2 separate regions of the Mus musculus genome follow, and region 1 is linked to region 2. A link is a contact called in public HiChIP or PLAC-seq data. All regions are on one chromosome and are shown on one strand. The core of a region is the stretch at or near the end of the contact, and the rest is flanking DNA. Distances in the headings are between cores, read along the strand shown. Region 1 has its middle 210 kb from the start of Epha3. Region 2 holds the start of Epha3 (Eph receptor A3).

Region 1 (6,622 bases), core at 209-2,708, 210 kb after region 2:
AGGCAGGTAGGGAAAATCTGGGAGGAGTCGGAGGAAGGGGAATAAATGTGATCAAAACACAGTATATGAAATTCTCAAAGATTAAGTAGAAACATCATTTTTAAACATTGTTACAGGTGCACACTATTAGGCCAAAAGTGTCCATGTTTTCTATGTCAGTGATTTTAATGTTTCTGCATGTAAAATACTTGTAATTTGCTACATAGTTAAAGGATTATCTGCATCTTAGTTTCTGCTATAAAATTTAAAACTATGAGAGTATGTGAAGATTATGGATGTATCAGATAACTATCACAGAGCTGGATTCAAGACACTGAATTTATTTTCATGGAATTATTGCTACACACATGAAACATTTCTACTTTACCTATTGCTTGTGTCCTATGTTGGGAAGAATAGGGTCCTTTTTTAGGTAGCACATAAAGTAATAAATGACATACATTTTTGAGACTTCTTTAATTTTTCTATTTGTTGTAACTCAGGACTTGTAAGTTTTCTCTCAAAATGTAGTATCTCTTTCGTATAAATATGACACATAGCGTATCAGTCAAAGTCTATGGCAGGTCCACATCTTATCAGTCAACCTAGACCAAAATTGCATATGATCACCTTCTCATGGTACTCTAAAAATTTCAAGTCGATGAAACTGATATTATTGTGTCAAACCAGAGAACATTTAATTTGAAATTATTATCATTAATAAGTCATGGAAGAGACAACCTGAATAACCCGTGGTTTTTATATAAACAAATATTTGATTGATGAATGAAAGTCTTCCACGGGGAGAAAATGTTTGCAAGTTATCTGTTGGCTATCAAGTAAGAAAAAGTCTCCCAGTGGTCTTTAACATGGAACAGACAAAGTCCCCACAATATTTTGTTTGGCACCAAGAGTGCATGTTTAGGAAACCAAAGATGCTCCTGATTACAGTTGCTTGGGATTAGCGAAGGAAGCTGAATAAAATGTAAGGCGGATTTTAAATATTGCAGCACCATTTTTCTGTTTTAGTGAATAATTGGTAACACTAGATTACATGATTTGCAGAGCCCCCAAGTTGCTGTATTTTCATAAGGAAAGTTCCTTTTCATTCAGGCTTAATAAGCTTGGCCTATATCAGCTTTTCTCACATCAACCCAAGTGTCACATTTGGGCTGGGCGAAGCTTGTTAGCAGTAATTACCAGCAGTAGGTTCTATTATTTGCCAAAGTAATTTTCACTGCTAAGTACCACCAAAACTGCCTCGAGCCTTTAATTTTTTTTTCTCCCTTCCTCTTGCCTTCCTTGGCGTTCTTTTAACTGAATGCATTTTCCCATGATGCTGCTCTCTGTAGTGTGGGACAAGGCACAGGCGAGGTGCCGGGTATCAATGTGCTCCTGAGACACGGGGTCAGGCCCAGGGAAAGTCTTTCACAAACAGAGCCTGAACTCTATTACAGATGCAAATCCACTCTCTGAGTGAGGATTGTTTCAGCCACATAATGGGGCCCGCGGAATACCACAGCAGCGCCCTTTCAGCATGGGCCCTTTGTCTGAGTCTTAGCAAATTTCAGCAGCCTGTTTAAACTCCCGCTATTGTCCCCATCCCTTCATTGATTTTTCTGCCTGCCACCATCTCACAATAGGCTGATATGAACATCTTTGTTACTGCTTTTGTACTGTATATCAGAGTAATGTTTCAGCAGATTGAGACCTAGGAGGAAGAATTAAACCCCGTACTACACAGCGCATGATGAATTGCAGGATTTACATATCATTTTAAGACTTTGAGGATGGGGCTCACTGCTGAATGCTGTTGGTGTCTCAAAGGATGTTGTCCAAAGACAGACTGACAGAAAAGGAAGTGATTTAGATAGTCCCTGACAGCTTAATACACAAAATACAAAGTGTGGAGATTCACAGGAATTCAACCCTTTTCACACACAGAGCATATCTGACTCTGAATCTCAGGATGGATCCTGTAATTATCTAACTTTATAATGGCCCAAGTTAAGGGAAGAGCACATGATATGAATCCATCTCTTGGATTCTATTACTTGTGACAGACATAAAATCTTCCCTTGTTTGGGAATTTCTTGCTGGAAGAATGGTGTCGGGGTTTACAGTGATGGTCACTTCTAAAATATATCATCTTCCTATAAAAACGAGTGATCTTAATTCAGTATTAATATATGGTTCTCACCCGTTATATCTAGTTGACCTGAAAATGAAGAATCACTTTTAGGTCAATATTGAAAAATAATCATAAAGATAATCGAAGGACATTTCACAGTAGGTTTCTAATGTTCTTAAGATAAATCAATGTGTTGAATCTGCAGAGTTCCAAGATAAGAGTACATTCTTCCATTATGGATTTCAAAATGCCAATCAGGTTTCTGAACACTGATTCTGAACACTGAGTTAGGAAAGAGATGAACCCAAGCTGATCAAGTTCATTAACTAAGTTTAATCATATATATATATATATATATATATATATATATATATGTTCTTGTGATGATATATATCATAAGTGCATGAACTCGGTTGGAGGATGATATCCAATGTTATAAAACAGAGCCCATCTCGAGGAGAGCATCAGCTTGGTTGAAGGATGCTATAGAGATGCATGAACATCATACAATGATGCAGAACATGTTGTAATTACAGTGGCCTATAATCTAAAAGATACCATTGGTATGGTTGACATAGTTTAGTTTTTGACTATGTTGACTTTCTTTTATTTTAGCAGTATGTCTGTCTTTATATGGTATGTGATTGGCATCAAGATGAAGGTGTAGAAACAAATGAATAGACCTATTCCAGAAGTATCTAAGAGATGGGCAGGTGAAACACAAGGTTATTAATTTTTAATTAACATTATTACGTTCTTAAAAGAAGAGTCCTTTAGTTATGTTTAAGAACTCTTAGTGCATCCTTTGACGTGCACATTAAGATAAGTCTCCTCTTGGATGTGTATTTGTAAAGCATTATCAGATTTTTTTTAATATGCGGTGGCATCACTTACATTCTAAACATTACTGAATTGGATTGCTTATGACTGAGTACACAGGACAGTTTCACATTTCCTTCCCACTGAATCTACTGCCTTTTCTGCTTCAAATTCGTTCCTATTACTTGTTGAAATTCATAAATGAGTGGCCACAGGTTTTTTTTTTATCAAAAGTGTACTTTCCCATATATTGTTTATTATTTGAACACACATTTTTACTGATCTAATAAGAGTTCCAAGCAACAACACCAATGTAATATTGAGTTTTCTATTGTCAAAAAAAAGTCAAGCTATCTTGACAAATACTGACTAAACTAGAATTTACTGACATCACGCCTAGGCCTCTTCTTCCTGTCTGTGCCATTGAAATCTTTATATTGAGTTGTGGCTTAATATCAAGTTCCTTTCATCCTTGCATTTTCAATAAGCATTCACAGCAGTTTACTGCCAACATGCTGTTGTCTAAATGAACTTGAACAAGATGAAGCTCCCTGTTTTTCTCAGCAGTGCTTCCAAATTTGTGAGTTTTCCTTTCTAAAGAGGGTTTTTCTGTCTCTGAGAATTTACTACTGTGAAGAAAGTATGACAAACATGTACATCAGATGCTCACACATGCATAGATTAAAAAAAATCCCATGCAGAGTTATCAATTGAAATAGTCTCATAAAACATCTTAAATAATTAAAAATATAGAGGATGGATAACACTAAGAATCTAGGGTAGCATATAAATCAAATGATGGCAATATCGACACACCATGATATGAAGCTTTTTGCAAATGATGTCTGCAGGAGCTAGGAGAGAGAAAATTGGTGATACCAGGCATATCAAACATACTCCAGGCATGCTCGTGGGTGTACATGAAGAAGACATCAAAATATGTTATATCCCTCTGACCTGGAGCTGCGGGTATCTGATTAGTTACTTAGGTGCTGAAACTCAAACTCTAGTCGTCATGATTGTGCAGTAAATGCTTGTAAATCTTGTGCATCTTTCAGCTCCTAATTCTGTCAGTTAATTTCCTTTTGCACAGGCTCTAATGCATATGAAAGCAGCTTCCAAAATGGCTTCCTAGTAGTGTTTTTAACTATGTCTCCTTTGGATATTTATCACTGATTATACTTTTGTATATTTTATACAGTTTAACAGTTACAGTAAAAATATTCAAAACAGATACATTTATGTTGAAGCCTAATTGTTTTTTTTTATCTTCTTTTGATTTATAAGAATGTTTACTAAGTGAGGAAATGACATAAAATCCACATGTGCAAATTCAGTGAGATTTCATCTTTCAAAATATTCTGTCCATGCCCAGCTATGGAAAGAACTTCCCAAGGGTTTTAGAAGCAGGGTTCAATCATGTTAGATTTAGTTCATTTCTTACCTCCTCAATTACTTTTAGAAGTTCCATTGTGAATTGATGAGTTGCTAGCTATGTTTTATCATATACTATTTACAGTTCATCCTCCACAGAAATCTAAAATGATCTTAAACTTTAAACACAACCCATTGTGGGGAATCAGATATAAAAGCTCTCTCGATTTAACCCAAAACTTATGAATGATCTGGGCATGGGGATGAGTTCCTAGATAAAACATTGAAAGAGTTTCAGTGAAATTAAGATTAGACTTTAGGCTCTATTAAAATGTAAAACGTATGTTGAGGCAAATGTTTGTTAAAAGAATGAAAAGATTACCTACAAGAGAAAATAAAATCTGTGAAGGAATTTTCAAGTGAAATAAACAACCAGTCCTCGAAACTCAAAAATAAGGAAGTAGACGACTAAGAAGTAAACTTTCCAAGGAAAGATTCAATGCCATGGCATATAAGCATACAAATGCAAGGGCAATGGTGTTTATGGTTAGGAGAACAAAAGCAAATGAAATACCGCAAGATGACTGTCTCTGTACCTACACATACATTTAAATTCCTAATGATAATGGCCAGTGTAACCACTTTCAATACTTTCAGCATTGAAGTAGTCAGCAGGAACTCTGTGTCATTGTTGGAAGCCGTGAAGAAATAGACACTCACTCTGAAAGTCACTGAACCAATTTCATAGAGGCCTGACATTGCCTTTCCCTACATGCTACAACAAAGATAGGATTAGATAATTACCAACTCATTTGAAATTCACTTGAACACACACAAACAGACAAATAGGATACGAAAATTATGTAAAATATATTTATGATGGGTTCACACTGAAAGGAGTCAACACATATTTAATATATATATGTAAAAATAACACGAATTAAATATATAAATATAACATTGATTAATAAATGTTCATGTAATATTAGTTCAAAAAATAATGCATAATAGATATTAAATATATATTAATAAGTAAATAGTTAATACATTCATAACCAGATGATACTACAATAGAATACTATATAGTCATAAGACATATCCAGGCAGAGAAAAATATAGATAATTTTTTATTAAACATTTTCTTCATTTACATTTCAAATGCTATCCCCTTAGTTTCCTCTCTGAAAGTTCCCTATACCCTCCCTCCCCTGACCTTCTCCCCAGCTTACCCACATTACATTTCAAATGTTACCCCCTTTCCTCATTTCCCCTTTGAAAACCCCCATCCCACCCTCCATGCCCCCCCCCATTAGCCTGCTTCCCTGTCCTGGCATTCCTCTACACTGTGGCATAGAGTCTTCACAGGACCAAGGGCCTCTCCTCTCAATGACGTCCAACAAGGCCATCCTTTGCTATATATGTGACTGGAGCCATGGTTCACTCCATGTGTACCCTTTGGTTGGTAGTTTAGTCTCTAGGAGGTCTGGGGGTACTGGTTGGTTCATATTGTTGTTCCTCCAAAGAGGCTGCAAACGCTGTCTGCTCCTTGGGTGATTTGTCTCTTAGCTCCTTAACTGGGGACCCTGTGCTCATTCCAATGGTTGACTGAGAGCATCTACCTCTGTATTGGCAGAACCCCTCAGGAGATAGCTATATCAGGCCCCTGTCAGCAAGCATTTGTTGGCATCCCCAGTAGTGTCTGGATTTGGTAATTGTATATGGGATGAATTCCCAGTTGGGGCAGTCTCTGAAAGGCCATCCAGAGACTGCCCCACTTACCCTTTGCCCCCTTCTGCTAGCTCCTTACTTCCAATTGGTTCTACATTATTCCCCGTGAATTTGTTTTATGTGTGTATCCAGGACTTGTGTGGACAGATACATATGTTGTGTGCTCATGATCACGATAGCCATCTGTATCCAGAAAGCAGTATTCCATAGGTATATTAACAGTTCTCTGGCTCTCATATTCATTCTGCCTTATCTGTAATGTCATTTGGTCTTAGAGTAGGCAGAACCAAGCAAATAGCCGTCACTTATTTTCTGTTCTTTGGCCTTTCATGACTCTCTGCCTTTGTGAGTCTTCTACGTAGCTGAGACTGATATCAAGTTCAAAATCCCCCAACTTTGCCTTCCAAACTGGGCTTACAGTTGCAAATCAACATGTCTCAAATGGAGGTAGCAAAAATATTAATGCATGATATCATAAAAATTATTAATGTTTTTAAAAATCAGATAAAATAGAAATATGCAGCATTATGGCTACAACTCTTACTATCCCATGAATTTAAAAAATCTGTATTATTTCTATATATATATATT
Region 2 (7,501 bases), core at 4,765-7,264:
TAGAATCTGTGTTCTTCTCCATTTCTGTAATCTGCTCATTTAGTTTTGCTTGCATGAGCATTCTTTATAGTGAACTACCTTTTAAAATGCATTCCCAAGAAAACTCGTGGGAGATAAAATAAAACTTCCTGATGTTCATATTTTTCTTGGGGGGAGGGTGTTCAAACAACTACCTGGTACTAGACAGCCGCGAACACAACTGCAGTTTGAAATCAAGGGCACACAACTATCCAGTCCTTTGAACACAGGAGCAATGGCTTCCAAGTATGATGGATTAATGGTTTGGAAACTGTTGTGTTTTATTAATATCCCAACACTGTTTTTATTCTTGAAGTCATTGCAGCAAAATTCTTTCTTTCTTTCCTATTTTTTGAAGAGTAAATATTTAATCCCAGTTTTCTATATACCTAGAAGAATAATATAACAAACCTTTCACACCAATCAACCCTTTATTTGAAAAATGTGTGAAAAGCTACTTGCACACTTGGTAAAAGCCCCTTACTGACCCTCAGTGGTGATAAAATCCAGATCTCTTAAAACAACCAAAGAGAGACACCCGAATCTGCTCTCAATCTCTCTGAAGCAAGAAGTAAAGAGCCAAGTTTATTAGTTTATTGAATAATTTACAGACAAGTGTGCATGTTAAAAAATAAAACTAGAGATCTAGATAAAAAATTTTTTAAAAGTTAGTATTCTTCCAAGAAATACATATTTCTCTGTACATCTAGCATTTATGCCAAACAAAACCAGTGGAAAATGACTCAAATCAAAGGTAGCCCACATCACGGGATTCTAAGTAAGTACTGTCTGTAAGAACTTATCGAGTTCTGATGATTTGTGGAAAGTTTTATTAATACTTTCTTGAAGATTTTATGACTTGGAAAATGTAACTTTCGAGAACATTTCTTGCTGCTTCCATTTCTATTGAAGTCACTAAATCAAATATATTGTAGAAATATGCTTTCCCTTAAAACCCTTTGCATATGTAACTAATTATTTGATATTTAAACGTTGTGTATATTTTAGTTCAGGAAAAAAAATCCAAGAAGTTCCCCTAAAAAAATTGAACGTTTAAGGATATTTTATAAGGAAGGAATATTTTGAAATAGTATTAAAAGTGATTGGACTATAAAGAAAATACAGGAATTTTAATGTTCAAATTGGGATAATACACATTCAAGATAAAGAATTTCATTGAATCATTACTTTAAATTTATATAAAGATCAAGTTTAAACTATCACATTTTTATGAGCAAGGAAAATACCATGATGATTAGATTCAAGGGGCAGAAAACTTATGAAACTTTCTCAAGTTATAAACCTTGTAAGTTAGTAAACACTGGTAAATACTTTTAAAATATGATCGCATACTATTTTGTTATAAGAGTATATATTAGTTTTGATTTTTTCATAGAAACTTTCAGTTTCTATTAATTCATCGAGAAGATAAATTTCTGTATAGTAAAACTGAATTAGCCTGTAGCAATAGTGTTTACATTTTATAGGTACAGTCACTTCTGACTTATACCCATAACTTTTTACTTTACGGGGAGAAGAAAATTTGTATCCATCACAGAATCAGTATAAAAAAGCATAAAGCTGAAAATGTTCATAGCTATGGCGAGGGTGTTTTGTCTGTCTAAATTCACTATACTTGCTAGAATACTTATATTTAAAAGGGATTACTAATTTTTTACTTCTGACAAGAACTGATGTCAACACTGAGATGAGTTGGGTCTTAAAGTGAATACTTCCTCACTTGAATTTAATGATATCAACATTATTCTTTAGGAGGAAGATATAAATTCAAAATGAATTAATTTCATGATCAATTTTGAGAGGTTACAAGAAGTTACTTTTTTGGCACAGTCAAAATATTATCATAGCAATTCAGATTGTCAGTAAAAGCTTAAACAAATTTGCTGATAATCCTGTTAATGACCTAGGTCAAGTGTTAACTGTTGTGGGTTATGAAGCAGTGAAATTAAGGGTTCTTCTACCTTCAGGCAAACAGCACACAGTTATAACCGTTGGGGGTGGGAGGAGGGGCAAGCTATTAGGAGAACTATTAAATTACAGAAATGTATAATGCATTCAATTATTTAGTCTAGCATGAAGAAATGCTATTAAAAGCAAATGTAAGCTCTTTTTCTTTTTTTAAAAAAAAAAAGCCTATAAAGATGACATGATAGCTTAGCTCTCTGTTAATGTTTCAATCACAGAGAGTTTTTATTTGAGAGTAAGAGTTTATATACATTAAAGGGGATGCCAATTAAGAACAAATTTTCAAAGTGAAAAATCTGTGACTTAAATATTTATTGTGTCAACATTTGCCCACTGCTCCAAGAGAAGTATATAGTATACATAGGCAAGTTTTACTATTAATCGTCCAACAATTGCATAGTCTTTCTTGTACTTAGCAGAGATTTACGTTAAAGGAAGAATGTTTCAGAGACAGTGTCCCACAGATACACTACAGAAAAGAGTATCTCAGCAAGAAGTATTTAGGTATGGGGACTGAATTTTACTGAACTGTATTAAAAAAAAAAACTCTCATTTTCAGTGTAAATAATGCAAAGGATAGGTGTGAATACAATTTGTGGAAACTGTTCGATGGAATATGTTGCATATAATATTGAATAAGCAGTCCATTTTGCTTCAGACAGCTACAAGTATTTAGTATGTATAGAGAGTACTTCATGCAGTTGTAAAGTTGGGTGAGCTAAGGAAGGTTGATCACTTCCCTCTGTATCAAGCTTTAACATCTTTCAAAAGTTACTGTTTGCCATGATCTGAGTCCCTGCAAGGAAGAATGGGCCTAAGGCTGTCCCACACAGAACTGAGCCTAAGGCTGTCCCACACAGAACTGAGCCTAAGGCTGTCCCACACAGAACTGTCCAGTACTAATTTTACTTTGAGAAGTAACTAATTTCTCAGTAGAATTTTCTTCTCGTGCCACGTGAGTGGAAAGAACTGATCATTGTTAACAAATTCTTTACTACCTTCTGCGTGGGTCTTCAGGCAAGGTTTTAAGGCATCCTCGGAATCATACAGCTCTATATTATCCACAAGACCATGGAGGCAAAGTAGCAGTTGGAGTCACTTTATCAAAATCACATTAGAAAGTCACATAATTAACTGATGAACTGGGACATTCACGCAAACTCTTAAGTTATTTTTCTTTACTTTGGACTCCTGGAATTTCAATAGTTTTATTTAGCCATCTCATTTTTTTTTTTTTTTTTTTTGTTAAAACTCCCATAAAGATGAGTTTCTTAGCAATCAGCTCAATGGCCTGGTTTTGTTCATCCAACTTTGTCATGTCTATCCCATGATAGATAGGAGAATATATGTTAGTAAATATGTTGCTGCAGGTTTTCTGTAGTTTTAAAGCACGTTAGGCATCACATTTCAAGTATAATTTATTTTCTTATATATAAGGAGCTCTTTATATAGCTTCCTATATAGCCTCTTCCTATATAGCTTTAGGTTTCAAACTACTGATGAAACAAGAAAGCAGCATTAACTGGTTGACTTTATCTTAGCTATATAGGAAAGCTACGTTATCTGGTTCTCTTTATCTTAACTCTATCTATGAGTCCAGCTTACTGCATGGAAATTGTGGCACAGATCAGAAATTTTCACTTCCCATATGACTCAACTCAACTGCTTAGGGCCAAGATATTTGATAAATATTTAAAGTCTCATTGAAGTGTTATCTAACTTAAACTAATCATTTTAACTTTTGTTTTATCCTTGTAAAGAGAGCGAGACAGCCATATGATAGTGTCTGAAAAGACCAATCCTGTGAACAATAGATACATAAAACTTTCAGCTAAGCCAATTAAATACTATATTAGTTTTATAAGTATTTTTACCATTATAGCTCTATGGTATTAATACATGACTATTTACATACACTATTCAATTATACATATATAAAGTGGTTTAATGGTAATTAAGATTTAATTATACTTATTACATTAAATTAATAGGCATTGCTTTTATATGAGTATGAATAAAACTAAGGTCATTATTATTATTATTTGCAATTTAAAGTGAGGTTAAGTTGACCATAAACGTAAGTTCATCTCTATCCTACACATCACTAATTCAGTGAGATCATTGTCTGGGTAGTCCGTACACATTCTATTTGGAAAAAGACAACTCAGCAAAAATAAATAAATAAATAAAAGTGCCAGTTATATTATTTTCTAGTTATTGTTAGTATTTTAATATATTGAGAAAAATATTTTAAAAGAATTTAACATACTGCTGTGTTACTCATGCGCAGATGACCACTCAGGATGACCTTTCTTTCAAGAATGGCTGATGATTATTTTTAAGTGAACATTTTAATTTGTATTACTAAATAAGTGATTTGTGGAAAAAATCAGTTTTCCCATCTTCATGATGAAAAGAAAAACAAACAAACAAACAAACAAAAAACCACTACTTCTCTACTGAAAAGCAAACAAAAAATAATAAAACCAGTCAGACTGATAAAGGCAGCCAAGGCACTAAGGAAAGAAAATTAAACTGTCCCATTAGCGTGAAAGTGGGTCACCAAACATGGGAAGCGGTCTTTGTGCTAATGGGTTTACATACATTTTTCTTTCACATGGGCATAAGCATAATGTCTACAACATTGGCTCTACAAAACGTTTTTAAGTGAGTGTTGTACAGCTACTGTGCTCCCTGCACTTCAGCTGTCCTCTATTGTTAACTTGCTCGATACAATTCTCAATGTTCAAAATCATTAAGAGGAAATTAAAGTTGTAAGTGTTGCTGCAAGGCAATCAATTATTCAGAGAAGTTGTCTTAAGAGTTTGTATTCACAAATCATTAAAACTAGATAATGAAAAGTCTGAAAAAAATATCATGAGTCTGCTCAGTATCCACGAAAACAAATATTCTCAATATTAGGTTTACACTTTGATCCATTGAGAATGCAAGGATGCCCGTTACACTGACAATAATTAATCCAGCATCAAGGAAATGCCGTTAGCTTTCCATGAGTGTTCTTTCTAATTTGCTAGTCTGTTATTTACTGTATCTACCCAGGAGCTAATTATCAATCAATCATTAAATGCATCCTTCTATGTGTATGAAAGGCCTTTTTACAAAAGAACCCAACTTAAGCTCACTGTATATCCCTTGAACCATCACTGCTGTTAATAATGTGGCATGCATATGCTACCCATGAGAACCTGTATCGCTGAGCACAGCATCGCCCGGCGGGATCCACAGCACTTCAATAAGGCGGTTGTAACATAAACACATGCACACACGCGCGCACTCAAACACCTCGGGTCCAACGAGCCCCCTTCTCTCCAGTCCATTCATAAGTGCCAAAGGGTGTAAGCAGGAGCAACCTGTCATTATCTTTAAAACACACCGCGGGGATCTCAAGAGAGGCTAGCCTTTTCTTTGAAACTTCTCAAAGAACCACATGGTCATAATTAGAAAATAAAATACTGCCTTGGCTATTTGGCAATTAACAGTCTGGGTTGTTAAAAAAAGAAAAAAAGAAAAAAAGAAACCGAAGGTTTTCTTTCTTTCTGGTTCAAATTGGTAAATGTGGTAATCACTTGAATCGCTCGCTATCAGATTAAAAACAGATTTATTATTATTTTTAAAGGTTTCTACAATCCCAAGACATCCCCCAAAAGTGTTTTGGGATTGCTACTGGGCAAACAATCTTTTCGCTGCCACTGCTTTCTGGGCATCTCAGGGAACAGCGCCGTCCGGGGGCTGTGGGCTCCGCTCCGGCGGGAGCGGCGCGGTTACCTGGCTTACCTTCGTTGGAAGGCTGTGGGCTCAGTTCTCCGGAGCAGCTGAGGACGCAGCAGCCGAGCAGGACGAGGATGGAGAGGTGACAATCCATGTTGCTGGTGCACCGGGCAGTGAGAGGAGCATATCTCCGCGAAGCATACCACTGATGTGAGGGGGAGCGCTCTGATTGCTGGAGAAGTTACCATGCTCCGCTCGCAGTCTGATGTCAAGTTTGACACTGGAGATAAGGAGGAGTCTGGCTGCCTTTCTGCGAACCCCGCTCGGGGACTTCTCTGGGTCCTAGTGCCGTCGCCAGCGGGCGCTGAAGAAGAGCAGGGCAGCCCCATGGCTGGCAGCCAGCTCCGTTCCACGGAGCTGCGGAAGAACGCAGAGGGGTGGAGGTCGAGAGTGTTGCTGGTGGGGTAGGAAAGCCAGAAGATGTGCTGGGACAGCGACAGCGACGGAGAGTCTTGGGAGCCATTCCGTTTTCACGGGAAGGCAGCTATTTGTTTGCTATACTTGATCAGTTGCCTATTTCTGAAAGATCCCTATTAGAGGTACTGTGAGTTGAAACTAATGTTCAAAAAAGTAGTATTGTTTTTAAAAGTGGAAGACGTTCATTCAATTATTGTAGAACGACAAAGACCATTGCAATTAATCCGTTTACTGTGTTCTGTGTGTTCACAGTCCTCTTAGTGATTCAACAAGATAAAAGTAGACTGCTCAGTCTACCACATGGTATTGGGGCTGTTAAAGGCATTTGATACAGCAATCTCAGCTGAAACAGAGAGGTCACAGTCAGGTTCTGAACACTGGCAAATAGCCGTTGCCCTCCCAGGACAGGAACAATCCTAGCCAAAGCCATAGCTTCAGACTACCACTCATTCCATCGGATGGTTGCTGGATTTGCAATATAAATCGAAAGTCCTGAACAAGGAATGCTCCTGCCTACAACTAGCTAGCACTAGAACTTTCCTGTTTTGTGAGACTCGGAGATTAACTCATAGCTCCCTGTTCTGCCTTCCAGCTGCCACTAATCTGGGACTATTTGAAGGCTGCTCTTTTAACGCTGAAAAATCCAGTATTTCCTAGAGAACAATGTCCTTGGACTTGCTAAATTACTTTGCATGATGGTTACAAACGGTCTCATGCTGAACAACCTCACTGCAACCTACTTCAGCCATGTAATTTATCCAATTTCTACTTTAAGATCTCTTTTGAATTATCTTTGAAATAGGTCCCAGAAAATGATTCCTCACCAACCCTCTCAACCACCCATCCATCTCAGCCTATCCTGAAAAGGAGCAAGATGACTTCCTTACACGGCTTCAAAACGGAAAATTAGGTTGACAACGTTAACGCCAGTGATCAGTGTTAGAGCCCTGAGAAGGGAGACGGAGTAGGTTTTTAAGGGTCCTGATAATAAGATGTGTATTTCACAAGCACTCCACTTTCTATGACCCTGGAATTTAGGCTAATGGCTTCTGATACTCTTTGTTGACTGTTTGGTAAAGATGGGTTGGGTTGAAGAAGCCAGATGGAAGAGACTGATTCTGTTCACACTTCCTCGAGAGACTTGTCTCCCTAACTCCTTCTCACATTAGGCCACCAGAGGCTGTAGAGCCCACCAGTGCTAAATCTGACTCCATTGAAAATAAGGTTTGTTGACCAGAAAATGGAGAGAGTGGGGATTGCCTCATAATGTTTGCAGTTCCACAACAGTTAC

What was found. HiChIP or PLAC-seq counts read pairs in DNA pulled down with a chosen protein or histone mark.
Region 1: a contact with region 2 is called in an H3K4me3 HiChIP or PLAC-seq map of embryonic forebrain, with 3 times the contacts expected there. The contact joins the enhancer-like site here to the promoter of Epha3 in region 2. A contact is called at or near these places in 6 of 39 promoter capture datasets (the 3T3-L1 cell line, cranial neural crest, embryonic stem cells and 3 more) and 3 of 115 datasets of contacts at active chromatin or transcription factors (astrocytes, embryonic forebrain and embryonic midbrain).

Annotation. Positions count from the first base shown.
Region 1 is chr16:64,067,818-64,074,439 of GRCm38.p6, forward strand. No RefSeq gene overlaps it. Among named protein-coding and RNA genes, the nearest start is that of Epha3, 210 kb to the left of the region's middle. Within about 2 kb of position 1,459, at least 47 of the 459 cell types and tissues checked have an H3K27ac peak or open chromatin away from gene starts, as enhancers often do. A contact at or near this core is called in embryonic forebrain, where this site is marked.
Region 2 is chr16:63,858,161-63,865,661 of GRCm38.p6, forward strand. Epha3 (Eph receptor A3) reads right to left here and starts at 6,015. Exons shown (of 17, transcript NM_010140.4): 1 at 5,800-6,015. The coding sequence starts at 5,887.